Linked DNA regions of Mus musculus: all the other regions are linked to region 1. A link is a contact called in public HiChIP or PLAC-seq data. All regions are on one chromosome and are shown on one strand. The core of a region is the stretch at or near the end of the contact, and the rest is flanking DNA. Distances in the headings are between cores, read along the strand shown.

What was found. HiChIP or PLAC-seq counts read pairs in DNA pulled down with a chosen protein or histone mark.
Region 2: a contact with region 1 is called in an H3K4me3 HiChIP or PLAC-seq map of the SCID.adh cell line, with 12 read pairs. The contact joins the enhancer-like site here to the promoter of Ecd in region 1. A contact is called at or near these places in 11 of 39 promoter capture datasets (the 3T3-L1 cell line, the C10 cell line, cranial neural crest and 5 more), 14 of 115 datasets of contacts at active chromatin or transcription factors (the SCID.adh cell line, embryonic stem cells, kidney and 4 more) and 3 of 9 other capture datasets (adipose tissue, embryonic stem cells and pancreatic islet).
Region 3: an H3K27ac HiChIP or PLAC-seq map of embryonic stem cells shows a contact between it and region 1, with 2.6 times the contacts expected there. The contact joins the enhancer-like site here to the promoter of Ecd in region 1. A contact is called at or near these places in 11 of 39 promoter capture datasets (3T3-L1-derived adipocytes, the C10 cell line, the HPC-7 cell line and 6 more), 1 of 484 Hi-C or Micro-C datasets (the Ba/F3 cell line), 7 of 115 datasets of contacts at active chromatin or transcription factors (the SCID.adh cell line, astrocytes, bone marrow-derived macrophages and 4 more) and 3 of 9 other capture datasets (adipose tissue, liver and pancreatic islet).

What each region holds. Positions count from the first base shown.
Region 1 is chr14:20,345,404-20,350,381 of GRCm38.p6, forward strand. It overlaps Ecd (ecdysoneless cell cycle regulator), which reads right to left and starts at 2,718. Exons shown (of 14, transcript NM_027475.3): 1 at 2,391-2,718; 2 at 1,208-1,418. The coding sequence starts at 1,412. Fam149b (family with sequence similarity 149, member B) reads left to right here and starts at 2,759. Exons shown (of 14, transcript NM_001024512.2): 1 at 2,759-2,991. The coding sequence starts at 2,945.
Region 2 is chr14:20,112,125-20,117,102 of GRCm38.p6, forward strand. No RefSeq gene overlaps it. Among named protein-coding and RNA genes, the nearest start is that of Gm41104, 15 kb to the right of the region's middle. Within about 2 kb of position 2,072, at least 21 of the 459 cell types and tissues checked have an H3K27ac peak or open chromatin away from gene starts, as enhancers often do. A contact at or near this core is called in the SCID.adh cell line, where this site is marked.
Region 3 is chr14:20,574,376-20,579,353 of GRCm38.p6, forward strand. Usp54 (ubiquitin specific peptidase 54) reads right to left here. Exons shown (of 21, transcript NM_030180.2): 11 at 3,080-3,211; 12 at 2,560-2,937; 13 at 2,098-2,329. Among named protein-coding and RNA genes, the nearest start is that of Ppp3cb, 30 kb to the left of the region's middle. Within about 2 kb of position 1,961, at least 8 of the 459 cell types and tissues checked have an H3K27ac peak or open chromatin away from gene starts, as enhancers often do. A contact at or near this core is called in bone marrow-derived macrophages and embryonic stem cells, where this site is marked.

The DNA.
Region 1 (4,978 bases), core at 1,468-3,967:
ACTTCAACTGAAACCTCCCCCGCAGCCACAGGAAGCGAGTGGCACAGTCTAATCTGTGCTGTACCAAGGCACCTGCCAATGGTGTGTGGAGCTCAGGGAAGTTCAGAAGCTGGAGTCTCCCACACTGAGACCAAGCCCCTAGTATCTGGAGGTGCTGACACTAGGTCTTCCTGCTCTGTCCCTCACGGCACATAGCAAAGCAAGGACTGTAAATTTGAAATACTAATCATCTTGGGTAACATTCAGCAATGCCATCACATAGTGGAAAATTCAGGGTAAGCCTGGCTTTCTAAAAGATAATAGGTTGTTTTTGTTTGGAAACTGACTCTCACTCTGTGACCCGGGCTGGCCTCAAACTGGTGATTCTCCTGCCTTAGGCCGGAGTGCTAAGATGACAGGTGTGTGCCACCATACCTGTCTAATGGGCTCGTTTTATATGTGGCACATTAATTTGCTCATCTCCCTGTCAATAAACATTGCCTGTATCTAGAAAATAAAATTAGGGTTGGGGAAGTAGCTCAGTGGCAGACCAGTTGCTTAGCAACGCACAAGGCCCCAGGTTCAATGCCCAGTGGTGGAAAAAAGTTCAGTGACAGTAATACCACAGGAGAAACCGAGCGGCTGCTAGCCAAATCTAACACATTAGCACTGAAGTGTGAACAGGAATGGCGGGATCCAAAGATCCAAGGCTCCCGATCCTCAACAGTCACTCTGAGTCACTGAGTAAATACAGCCTGGCTGCACTCATTCATTTTCATAACGTTAGAAGACATGACAGAACAGATGACTGTATTTTGCTAGAGTTGGACGTAAGCACTGGTGACAGCAGTAAAGGACACCGGAAATGCTTCTGGGTGGCAACGGACAGTAACAAAACCCATTTAGTTGTTTTTATTGGCCAGACAAAGTCACTCTTGGATTCTCAGGAAAACAGCTACATGAAACAAAGCAACCTCCCACAGGCATCATGGAGATAAGTCCTGCGCAGAGAAAAAGAACTGTGACTAAGTCCCAAGCCTGGGCCTTCGCAGCACCAGCACTCACACTTAGGCACAGTGAGAGAGTCCATACCACAGCCACAGTCCCCGCATCCCTAGCCATAAAGATATTCTATAGAGTTAAAGTTAGGGGCTTGGCTATATGTGGGCAGACGTCAGTGGCTTTTAAGGTTATGGAACAAGTCTCTCAGAAGGAAGGCTTACTTTACCTTTTGCAGGCTTGTATTTGAGATTGAAAGGCTGATTCTGCCAGATATAAGGGACCAGTATGGGTGCGAACTGGGTCATTATCCGTTCAATGTACTTCTGAAGAATCTCTCTGTGCTCTTCTGTGCCTCTGGCTTTATCTGGTATCAGGAAGAGATGGTACTCCACAGCATCCTCTACCATTGCGAGCTTTCCACTGCCCTCCATTCTTCTCTAAAAATGGCCATCAAAGTTCAAGGGACATAAGCCACACAAAAGGAGAAATAACAGCATTCTCAGAATTCTTCTAGGTGACTACATTATTTCCCCCAAATTTGATACACACCTACCATCATGGTTCCGGCCTTTACCAGACACCACTTGATTTATCCTCTGAATAACAGACTTAAAACTATCTTCCTTAAAATTAAATTATGTGAACTGGAAACCTTGATATTATGGAGTAAATGAAAGTCCAACAACTCACTTCCCAAACCAAAGAAGTATGTGAGGATAAAAGTTAAAAATAGCTAGGTGTGCCTATGGTCTCAGCTGAGAGATCAAGGCAAAAGGATCACCTGGGTCCAGGATTTTGAGGCTAGGCTAGGTAACATAAGACGATCCTTTCTCACAAATAAATAAATGTTTGCCCTTCAGTCGGCAGCAGTGTGTGTAACACAGTTTGAAAACATTCCATTACTATCCATTATTCTCTCACACCTTCCAACCGTGCTTCAGTCGGTGGCATACTTTGGGCACTTTACTTTCTTGAGCTTTCTACTTAGTCGTGAAATGAAAGTGTTAGTCTGCCGTCTCTAAAACACCTTCCTTTAAAATTGTGTTACTAGGTGCGTTAAAAAGCAATGCCCCTTGCTCTACAGGGCTTCTATAGAAGATTTAAAAGTGCCAACACTTGCGTGTCGGAGTTTCGTCCCAAAATAATTGGTCATGGTTCCGGATGCCCACCTAACGCAGCAATTTAATTCCTAAGCTTACTTGGCTTTGCAATGAACCAATAAGGAACCTGCACCTTCTATGCAACTACCCACTCACCACTGTAAATTAGAATCGTGCTGCCTCTCACCCTGGCGGATCAAGGAAAAACTCTACCCACCCTCACCCTAAATCCAAGCAGGGCTCTTTATGTAGAATTTACAGAGTCAGAATTGGACTTGAGATCATGGGAATTAATGAAAAATGACATACCCGAGAGTACAGAAGAGGAGCCACCAGGAGCACTGTCCTGGCGCGGTATAGTGCTCCTTCACCAAACTAGACGCTCTTCTTCCACCTGACAAAAGTAAAGCGATCCCTTTCAATAGCTCTCTCGTGCGCCTCTGCTCTGGCACCTTTCCTTGGCTGCCTCTTCCAGCAGGACACTTGGTCAGAGGCGACCACCAACCGCCCAATCCCGGCCCATGCTGGGTCCTCGCGTTCGCTTGGGCCCTGATCCACGCCTGAACGCCTGCAAGTCGTGAGGCTCGGAACCCTGAGTATAGTCTCTAGTGCGCATCGGAGCCAATTTCCGAAAGACGCTGTACCTTCGTCACTTCCGCTCATGAGAGGAAGGAGGCAGGTCGGAAGACTATAGAGTGGGAACTCTGGGAGGTGGCGGTCCGGAATCTAAGCGACGGGGCGAGACGGGGCGAGACGGGGCCGGTAGGTGGCAGGAGGGGGCCGGGCCGGAGCCGGCGGGAGGGCCAGGCCCCGAGGCCCCCGCCCTGGCTTGCCCGCCCTGGCCGCAGAGGAGAAAAAGGAGGATGATCTCCAGATACACTCGGAAGGCCGTGCCGCAGAGCGTGGAGCTGTGAGTGGATTGCTCTGCTCGCCCAGCTTGGGCCGCCGGAGCTCAAGGGACCTTATAAGGCCCGTCCTCTCCTTTCCCGTCCCAGACATAGGGAGGGAAAATACTATCCCGGATTCTCACCTCCCAGCCCTGGTGGAAGCTGCCTTTTGTCTTTGGGTCACCAGCTTAGGGTGTGCCTTTGGGACTGTTAGGTCCTGAATTGAGGGAGTGCTGCATCCGTTGTTCCCACAGTGCTTTTGACCCCACTGAAGATAATAGCTTAAATGCTACAATAACGTTGAACGTGTCTAGTTCAGAACACCATGCAAAGCTGTTTGCTTGAATGCAATAGCGAAATCAGGTTGAGACCAACTTTGCACATCCTACAAATAAAGATCACAGGTCTAAAGGTTGTATCTAGAAGGTGGTGCAGCTCAGACGTACAAACCAAGGGTCAATCCGATTGTAAAGCCTGTTGTCAAGCAATTCACACATTGCCGTCACACCCCCTGCAAATAATGCTAAAAAGCAAGCACTTTGGTAGTTTAAAAACCTGCTTTGTACCCTTAGTAAAGTGTAACATAGAGCCTTATATCTACTGACTGGTACTTTGCAATTTCAAAAGAACCTGCAGTTTCTTGGTCCTTTCAGCAGTTCTGAAAGATTGCTGTAACTAGCTTCTGTTGCTCAGATAAAATTAGAAAGCTTCCACATCTGAACCCAATAGGGCCTGAACGTTTAAACCAAGTCCCATTGGTCCTCCTCATTGAAGTAAGCAATTTCAACAGCCATACACTTATTATGCATTCCAATAACATTCATTTAAAGTCACACCTGAGATTTTTAGATGGATACTTTTCTTGCCACTTAGCTTTTAGGAAATTTAACTAGATCTGGGCCTTCCTGTCTATGTATACAACTAAGATGTACAAGTATACCTAAAATGATGACGTAGGGCTGGTACATAATAGATCCTCAATAAGTGATAGCACTACTTTCTTCTTCCCGCCTTTACTTGGTAAAAGAGCCATACAAAGAAGAGAACCTCTCCTTGCTTTTCAGAAGCATGTTATCTATTAAGGAATATGTTATTTGCACAACAGCAAATCAGATAATAAGCTCCTTAGGGAATAAAACTAAGAAATAATCATTTCCCCAAAGTGAGAAGGATTTAACTTAAAATCTGCTTTTAATTTTTAAAATTCCATTTAGTGTATCATGCACATGCGCGTGCACCATAGCACACATTTGTTTTTTTGATTTTTTTTTTTTTTTTTTTTTTTTTGGTTTTTTGAGACAGGGTTTCTCTGCGCAGTCCTGGCTGTCCTGGAACTCACTCTTTAGACCATGCTGGTCTTGAACTCAGAAATCCACCTGCCTCTGCCTCCCAAGTGCTGGGATTACAGGTGTGCGCCACCACTGCCCGGCCCATAGCACACATTTGGAGGTTAGTAGACAGCTTCCAAGAGTCACTCATTCCATTATGTGAGTCTTGTTGATTGAACTCAGGTCATGAGGCTTGGTGGCAAGTACCTTTATTTACTGGGCCATCTTATCAGCCCCAGATTTGCTTTTATAATTATTTCTAACCAGAGATGTTAAAAATACATGTTGTATGAAGACACTCTGGATAGGCATCTCCTGAGCTGAAATTTCTGACCCTGTGTATTGTACTACTTGTTCTTGATGCTGTTTTTTATAGTTCCTAAAAATAGCCTTTCCCAAAGGGAATCATAATAGAGTGAGCAATGAGGATTAAATGCATAGAAATGATAGTGTATTTAAATGAATGTTTAATGTTAGCTGTTACAGAGCCCATCCATTTTGAAGTAGTAGCATTCTTTAGCAGTTACTAGTTATAGATGTTAAAAAGGGGTTAGCAAGGTTGATTGTCTCAGTGTAGTCTCCCACACCCTTTTTTGGTTCTGAGAAATGAACTTAGTACCTCAGATATGCTAGGAAGTACCACTGCTAAGCTATATTTCCAGCCTTGACTTTCATTTAAAAT
Region 2 (4,978 bases), core at 822-3,321, 230 kb before region 1:
CTTTAATACAGTTCCTCATGCTGTGGTGACCCCCTCCCCCAGTCATAAAAGTATTTTTGTTTGCTACTTTGTAACTGTAATTTTGCTACTGTTATGAATTGCAGTGTAATACCGTGTTTTCCAATGGTCTTAGGTGACCCCTGGGGCGCAGACTGAGAACTTCTGCCTTAGAGTAAAGGAGAAGAGCCTGACAGGAAAATGGCTCTGTAGCGAACACTTCCTGTTAGCCTTAGCCTGTAATTTATTAGTAATGCCACAAGGTGGCAATGTTGCAAATTAATGGGTTCCAAAGTCAAACCAAATTTTCCACTAAACTTTTTCAATAACTCAGTTGTAATTGCATAGAACCAAATGCTTTCCAAGTGCCTGCTTCTGGTCTAGATTCTGGGGATATGAATTTAAAGAAGGCTGTGGATATTTGCTTTCCAGTCCTTTTCTTCCTTCAGCAAAAAAAAAAAAAAAAAAAAAAAAAAAAAAAGCCATCAAGAGGCTGAGTTTTCATTCCTTTAACTCTCAACTGCTCTGTTCTACAGAGACAGGTAATGAGCACAGGTAATTTTAATTCCCTAAGACCTGTGTGAGCTATGCCAGTGTTTTCCCTAGGTCTTTTGAACTCTTAGATAATCCTAGTCTCTTTTCTCATGTTCATCAGAATAAGATAGGCACCAAGGAGAGAAAACCATCTTTCCATAAGAGTTAGAATCCCTGAATGTTCCATGCTTCCCTTACAGAGCCTGAATAAACACATCACACACACACACACACACTATATCTCTGCATCTGTCTCTCTCTTGTGCACATACACTCTGTGTGTGTGCCTCTCTCTTGTACATACACACACTATATATCTGTGTCTCTGTCTCTCTCTTGTGCACACACTCTTTCTCTCTCTCTCTCTCTCACACACACACACACACACACACACACACACACACACACCTCTTCAGGTTGTTGGCAAATAAAGACTTCATACATGAAGAATTTAGGCCTAGGACTTAAAAGAAGTCACGCATATCTCTTCTCTGATTTCCCAGGTTCTAGTGACCTGGTTCTTAGCCTTGTCAATTATGTATTGCTCTGGATACTGGTGAACGTGGACTGTCCTGAAGGACATGTGATCTGTGTACCCACAGCAAGGGCATCCATGGTAAAAATCCCCAGTGATTAACAGGAACCACTCCAGTGAGCCAGATGTGAACACTCAGGATGGAGATGGGGAGGACACGCTCAGCAGAAGGAATGGGTGGCTGCACATCATGGGAGGAAGCTTCGAGGCCTCGTGAGGGAGTGTGTACTCCCAGTGTGACCCTAAAGGATGTGTTACAAAGGCAAAGGAAATGCAGAGGGGGCACAGATAGGGAGGAACCTGACTTAAGGGCCCTTGTGTGCTGAACAAAACATTTGAACTTGGCTGTGTAGCCAGACAGAAGCCAGCAATGGTTCCAGGGAAGAAGAGTCCACCAAGAAAGATCCAGAAAGGGCAGGATGGGTTAGCAAGGATCTGTTAGGACCTGACAGGACCAGCCAAGGCCAGCAGGAACACCTACTCAGGAGAAGGGTGTTAGCGGTTAACATGCACTCTGCCCTGTTGATAAACAGGATGAGGTAGGCTGGGGTCACAGGGTCAGTGGGAGAATGAGCTAATGGAATCCAAGGGCTGCTGTGGTTCTCTCCACTCCACCATATCCTCTCACCCACTCTCCTTTCTCTGAATGTCTCCCTCAAACTTCTTAGCTCTGCTTTCCCCGGATGCAGCCTTTCAGCCCCACCCCAGTCTGTTCCCTTGGGTAAGGGTATTCCCACCAGGGTGCATACAACGGGAGCTCTGGGATTTCTCAGGGCAGCACACCTGGAAAGCTGGTAGGACAAGATGGAGAAGCTCAGAGAGGGTGTATGCAACATAGCCAGGACACACAGCTTATCAGAGGCCACAGTGTTCAAACCCTACTCTCTAGATCACAAGTGGATAACCAAGTCAGGGACAGAAATATCCCAAGTTCTCCAGTTCTGGCCCCAGCTATAGTACCAACCCAGGGAGGGGCAGGAACCTGTGCTTCGCAGAGGATGTGACCACAAGGGGGCAGTGGCGCCCCGTGATGATATACCGCTGCCTGGCTTGAGGTCTATTTAAGTGATCTTGGAGACTCAGCTTCAGGGAAAATTTCCTAGAGCTCCCAACCTCCAAGGTCCCTTCCCAGTCTCATAGGCGCCTCAGCCTTTGACACATGACTGACGCAATGTAGTCTTTCCTTAGTTTCCCGAACTAGGCTTGATTACTGGAGGAGTAGCCCATGGCCCTCAAATATCACATTTAGCACATTTAGCACAACTCAAAATCTCTGGTTCCCGCCCCTCCCTCCATTCACCTGGACCATGCTCTCTCTGTTCCCGGGCACTGCGAGCACGGAGAGCCTCCCATCCACCACTGTCCCATCCTGGGAGCTTAAAATCTAAAGCAGAAGAGAACAGGCCCTGTGAGGTTGCTCACTGGGCTCCAGGGAACATCAAGAACCTTCGAGAGGACAAACTGGGCACCAGTCCTCTCTCCTCTTTAGAGCACATCCCCACGCTCAGATGCTAGCAGTTTCTTCCTCTCCCCCTTTTCCTCTCCCCGCTCCACTTTTTCTCCCCGCTCCTGCCCTCCCCTTCCTTCTTTGAAAACGGTCTTTGCTCTATAGCCTAGAACTAACTGTGTAGACCAGGCTGCCCTTGAACTTTTAATGGCCGATCTGCTTCAGCTTCTCCACGTACTGGGGCTACAAGACTTCTTCACCTTGCCTGATTATTTTGAGCTATTTTAGGTTTCCTTTGAAGATAGCACACGGTGGATGACGCAGGGGAATCTTGAGCTCAAGGCCAACCTGGGCTACACAGAGAGGCATTGTCTTGGGAAAGACAAACCTCTTTGAAGAAAGAGCTCCGCTGCTTGGGAATGGGGGCAATCTTTGAACTACTCCTATCGTGGGTGAAAATCTGAGACCAATGTCGGAGATTTGCCTGGCTACACACTTCGGGGTTTCCTGAGCTCCCCACGTGACCCTCCTTGGGTGTGAGAAGTCAGTGAGAGATGAGTAGAAAAAAAAAACATGTAGCTGTTGAAAGCATAGCAGCAGAGAGGCTGGGGAGATGGCTCAGTTGGTAAAGCTATTATGTTTCATTTCTAAGGCTATGCACAAAATAGCTTAGCTCAGTGGTACAGGCTTGTAATCCCAACACTGGGAAGGTAAAGATGGCCTAGCCTAGTTGGTGCCCTCCTGGCTCCAAAACCAAGCAGAGTGAGCAGTTCCTGAGATTGTCCCTTACATCCCTAAAGGGAAAGATAACTGGGAAAGAATGGGCTGCTCCCTGAGGACTCGCAGAATTCAAGTTTATCCCTGGGCTCAACTTTACACTTCAGGGCAAAACATCGGGACTATTCCCCAGGCATTGGCAGGGATGCTGCAGAAAACATGGGAAAGAGGGCTCATCACACACCCGTGGAAGGGATGTACTCTGAGTGCTACGGCTTAAATAGGCCTCATTCCCAGGAGGGGCAGATCCTTAGAGAGCCCCAGTCTGTGGGAGACATGACCCGTCATTGGGGACCTCTGTTCAAAGGGCAGGGCAGACAGTTTGGGGCAAAGAAGATAGATGTCTTATTTCTGTGGGTCTCTGCAGGGTGCCCTGCTGTGTCCTTAACCTTGCCCTCTGCCTTTCTGTCTCAGTCTGTCTGTCTGTCTTGTCCTCCCAAGCATATGCACTGACAGAAATGGAAACATCTACACATCCACACCCAAAAGTCTCTCTTTTGTTTTTCCGTCCTTTCCCTTCCTAGGGATTACAAGTCAGACCTCACACACACCAAGCTGCCTCCCCAGATCCCTTTTCTTCATTTTCCATTTTGAAACAGGGTGTTGATCTTGGACCTTCAAACCCTCCTGTCCGGGCTTCCCAGGTGCTGGGATCACTGGTGGATGTCACCAGGCCTGGCTAAAAGAAAAGCATCTATGTGTCGATGATGCACTAATATCTTAGTCTTAATTAGTGCCAAAGGGCGCAGACTCCCAGTTCCAAGAACTCTGGAGAGCCTGACTTGGCAGTAAATCAGAGTCGGTAAAGCCTTGAACTCATATTGCTGAGGGTGAGGCTCCAGTCCTTAATTGAACTCAGGGGCTTTGAACTGAAGTGCACCCTCTCTGCCTCTGGGAGCTGGCAACCCTCAGGAACTGGTTCTGGTCTATAGTCTGGTCTGCAGAAAGAGGGATGGCGTGCAAGCTCCGCCTTGCAGTCATTTCCTCCCGGACTCACAGGCTCTGATTCTTGGCCTGGCTGCTAAGGAAAACAAGGCTAGAAGGGAGCATGCGTGTAGGCTGCAGACACTGGAGGGACCCGTGACGGTGACTTAGGAGAACCAGAGCTGACCAGCCGGATGTCTAACCACCCACAGGGAGGCTAGACTGAGAAGCAGGGAGCAGGGAGAGCTAGGTGTCATTCAGGAATTTGCAAATCGCCCTTGGCTGGCCCTCTGTGCAGGGGAGGTCAAGAGCCTGAGCATGGAGGCTGGAGAGATGGCTCAATGGTTAAGAGCACTGGCTGCTCTTCCAGAGTACAGGGGTTCAGTTCCCAGCAACAACATGGCAGCTCACAACTCTGGCTCCAGGGGATCTGACACTGTCATACAATGTGAAAGCAGGCAAAATCATGCATGTAAAATAAAGTTAAATTATATATATACACACATATACATATATATGCATATATACATATACATACATATATATATATATATATATATAGAGAGAGAGAGAGAGAGAGAGAGAGAGAGAGAGAGAGAGAGAGACTATGAGCATGAGGGGACCCCAAATGTGGTTCCGATCCCATTTCAAACTTTTAAACTTTTAAACATTTAAACTTGCATGAACCTAGTCACTTCCTGTCTCAGGAAAAGGGACACCAACTGTTGGTAACCATAGAAATCAGAGGCTGTGTTCTGGAATTT
Region 3 (4,978 bases), core at 711-3,210, 230 kb after region 1:
AGAAGGAGAAGGAGAAGAACAAGAACAAGAACAAGAACAAGAACAAGAACAAGAACAAGAACAAGAACAAGAACAAGAACAAGAGGAGAGAAGAGGGAACACTGTGAGGGTGAGGAGGCCTGGCTGGTCTCCCTGAAACTCCCTGTCCTAGGCAGACAGGTTCACAAACTCTAGCAAAAAGAAAAACAGCAAGCTTCTAAGAGAGTTAAAAACACTGTGTCCTTTGACTGGTAAGATGGCTCAGTAGGTAAAAGGTGCTTGCTTCATGGCCTGGTGACCTGATATCAAACCAAGAAACTCAAGTGATGGGAGAAACCAACTTACACAAATTCTCCTCTGATACCCCCCCGCCCCCCCCCACACATAAAATGTTTAAAACATAATTTAACTAAAACCAAACAAACCAAAATAAAACACTGTATCCTTAAAAACTAGTAAGTAGCAGCCTATCTCCAACCAAAGCTATTATTGTTTACACCACAATGTACAAATGCCTCCAATAGGAATGGGAATTAGAAGGCCATCCACAGGAAGGACAGAAGAGAACCTCTATGTGGACTCTCTCAGAGGCAGCTACCGTTGGCTGCACAGCTTCTCCAGCCAACTTCTGCTGGAGGATTGTAAGCCCCAATTTGATGGTGTTATTTATTTGCCATCATTTGCTCTTTTACTTAGAAGCCTCAGCCAAGGAATACTCAGCTCAGCTCAGCTCAGCTCAGCTCAGGGTTCTCGATCAGGACTTCACACTGGCTGCTTCAGGAGGCCTCCCCTGCCAATCTCTGCTGAATGTCTGTGACTCCAGATTGATGATGGGACCTTCTGCTCGTGTTCTCAACTGAGGTCCTCCAGTCATCTCTGAATGTTTTCATACATAAGATTTTATTATGTCTTACTGCATATTTGCTGCCCACTGTTCATTCTCTTATCTTTTGCTTGCTTATTTAATAAACTCACTCATTCTGCTACAGCTACTTTTTAAAATCTTACTTCCTTGACATCTGGTACATCTAATAGTATCTGGGATCTAGTAAACATTCAAAATCTATGCCATGAATTGATGAACATATTCTCATATGTATTATCTTCCTCTTTGTTACTGAGGTCTTTTATTTTGAAGGACAAGACTGGGAATCTTACCATGCTGGACAAGGACTCTACCCACTGAGCTATATAGAAGCCCAACTTATTAAACCTTTGCAACATTTTCTCATGTATAAAACTGAACAGGGTCCAGTAGGCAGGCAAGAACAGTGCAGAAGAATAGCAGATGACAACATCCCGGTAGAAGATATAATCACTCTTTCCTAAACAGCTAGAAGGTTAAGAACACGGCTTCCACGGCAACTCATAAAAACAATGCATTGGGAGGAAACTGCAGCCTTTAAGCAGGGCACAGTGAGCTCTACTGAACTGCCATCATTACCTTGTAAGATCAGGGTTATCAGTGCTTTCATAATCTGTTTCCCAGAAACCCAAAACCAAGGCAGAAAAAGTTACAAGTTAGATGTCTTCTCTGGTTTTAATTCACTAACTCATTCTTTTACTGAAAAACATTTTCTAAACAATTACTTTTAATTTATGTATATGTGTGTGCTACCTAACCTGGGTTCTGAGATCCAAATTTGAATCCTTTGCGAAAGCAACAAGTGCTTTTAACTCCTAAGTAATCTCTTCAGCACCTCCTAAACTATTTTTAAAATACAAATGTAATACTGTAAATATTCACATGTGTATGGCAGGGCACTCCTGTCATCTCAGCATCCGGAAATGAGGCAAAAGAGTCAGCTTAAGTTTAAGGTCAATCTGGGCTACAGAACGAATTCAAGACCACCCCTGCAAGCATTCTCTGTATGACTCCCACTTTATCGTGTTATGTTTTAAGTATGTACTAAACTACTCTTACTGCACAGCTAATGCTTGAAATAAAAAGCCACTGCCTTTATTCCAGCTCCCAAAAGAGGGCGCTGATGCTCCAGGAAAACTGGTAGAGAATCTGGTCAGTGCTAAAACCTATCTCTTCACTTCCCTACCCATAGCTGAAAGCTGCAAACTCACATTGCTTCAAAGAACTATTGCTATTAAAAGGCCAGACAATACCTGTAGACATTCACGCTGTCAGGCGGGGCAGCATCCAAACTGACAGGGCTGCTGCTGTTCCTCTCACTGCTCTCATAGCCAGATTCCATCCGCTGGATTAGGCGAGGATGCTGCTCTAAAAGATGAGAGCCTGGCCGAGCTGTTCCCCAGAGTTTATGCTGTGACCTTGATCCGCCATCTTTAATGTCATTAGCAGTTGGCTTGCTTACTTCATCCGGTGTAAATTCTTTAGCTGCCCCAATCAAAGGACAAGTGTAGAAAATGAAGTAGATTTAGTGTTTGCCTAAATTAAAATCTAACTAAACCCTCCCTCTAGACATTACTCATTGGAGTTATATCTTTAAAAAAACATGACATCAGAGGAAAAATGTTCCTTGCCAGCTATACTAAAAAACGCAAGATTTTTAAACACGTAAGTCAATTGTATTTGAAAGCCCACTTGTTCAACTATTCTATGCTCACCTGCATCTTCAGGAAAGGTCCTAAGCTGGGTGTAGCCACAATGCTTCCTTCTGTCCTTACTAAAAATGCTGTCAATATTTAGAGATTCTCGTTTAGGTCTCCATGTTGGGCGGTACTTGCTGGAAGAACTGGATTTTGCCTCACTACTGGTACTCTCCGTTTCCCAGCCCCGAGCCTGTAAAGGGAAGTTCCTTGGTGGTATCTTGTCTAGCTGGTCTCCTGCCCTACCTACACAGGGAGATCCTGCACTGGTCTGAGAAGCCAGGGAAGGCCTGCTGTGGATCATGTTGCTGACTGTCTCTTTGAAATCCTTTAGCCTGCTGCTGCTGCTGGATTTAGAGGCATTCCTAGGAGCCTGCTTCTCTTTCAGTGTTTCTCCTAAAAATCAAGAGAGAATAAAAGAAATGAAGGTGTTTATTATTTTAATTACAAATGTCCTCATCCTAGAGAAAGTAAGGAAAATCCACTTGGCAAGAAAACCACAAGTTGAATGGAGGAAATAGGAGTGCAAATGGCTTGCCTTCGCTGTGGTACCCTGAGGCCTGTGGCTCATCGCCTTTTCTCCGAACACGGCCACTGCTCCTCCTGCGCTCCACCAGGGACCCTTTCTTCGATGTGTGTTTCTGATTACATTCACTATCAGTCAGGTGTCCTGAAAGAACAAGGAAATGGGAGTAAGCTGCTTTCTGCAACTAACCCCTACCCTCCTGAGTTGAGAATCCAGTCTCCCTTTGGGACTAATAATAATGCCACAAACTTATTATATACATGGATCAGAAACTGTAGGGGTCAGAACCATCCAACCTAAGTGTTAGACTCCCAGGGAGTTAGTGGAGCCTTCCAAATCTATACCATATCCTGAACAACCATCAGACTCAAACCACACTCATCGTATTTCCCAACTGACCTATGAACTAAAGCGGCTGATTAATGACTTCTCTGTGTTTCTGTGGTACTGAGGAACCCATCCCTTGCAAAAACAAGCAGGCACTGAGCTCCATCTCGAGAGCTGGGTAATATTTAAAGGCAAAAGAAACAAACTTTTAAAAATTAATCTAAAATTGTCATAAACCCATATTTTTCATTCTTTCATCCATTTCTAAAATCTGAGGTGGGTGAGTTTCATTTTATCTTACTGAAGCACTGTTTTGTTAGGGTTATGTTTTTATTTTATATTCTCCAGGCTGGCCCCAACTCACAGTAATTTTCCTGCCTCTGTCTCTTGAGTACTGAGATTACAGGTAAACATTACAACTACCTCTCACTCTCATAAACTGAAAACAAAATTTGCTTCTACTTACTTGGCAACACTTCTCACTATGATGACGGCTTTAGGACACAGTTCTAAATCCTCTTTAAATGTGAATTTTACATTACATTTCTATGTTCATTAATTCTCCTCTCCAACCTATGCTTCAGCGAATCTGACTTCACTCAAATACTGTAATTCATAATTCTTTAACAGTAATCACTGAGAAACCCCAAGGGAGCTTTGTATTTTGTGTAACTTTCCCACCATCCTGCCCACAGTATGTAAATGTATAAGCTTAAGTTATACTAAAAGGAAAGGTCAGACTGTAAAAAATATAATCAGCCAAGCAGCTGGAACCTAGAAGGTGAATTAAGTTTGAAAACAAGCTGAGAGAAACTGCCCAGATTCTCAAATGCATGAGACTTAACAAATTTATTTTCACATGTTGGTATACACAGAGCCTTGTAGGCACCCAGGTTGTCAGTAATGGAATGTGACCATTTTGTTTATTTGAAAGATTTACAGAAAGAAAAAAAAAATCAACTGTAGCAACTAAATGATACCAAGGTTAAATCACAAGGGATTCTCCTCACTGCAAACATAACATATGGGCATCACTCCCTCCCACGAGTGGCCGGTCTCTGGCCCACAATTCCAGAAAGATGGCCTTTAAAAAAATCAATTGCACCGAACACCATCTAGACAGCAGTTTCCAAGAGAACCCAAGTGAATCCAGTCAACTCCGAGGCCATGAACCTGGCATCATCCATGGGTGATGCTCTAAGTCTCGGGGCTATTAAACCTATTCTTCACTGGACAGTGGGGGGCACCGTTAACATGACTTTAGTCCCGACATTCACTAAACAGAGACAAGCAGAAATCTCTGAATTTGAGGCCAGCCTAGTCTACAGAGCTAGTTCCAAGATAGTTGGGGCTACAAAGAGAAACCCTCTCTCAAAACAAAACACAACACAAAACAAAACAAAAACAAAAACCAGGATGGAAGAAAATGCTCAATTACCAAAAAGATGATGTCAGCAAAATTCAGAACCTGGGAAATACACAAGTTAAATTACCTAGTTTTGAACCATAAATTGCATGGAAAAGTGGAAGAAAAAAAACCCCTACTCATTAAAAGTACCCTCTGTGCAGTGGCATGCACCTGTA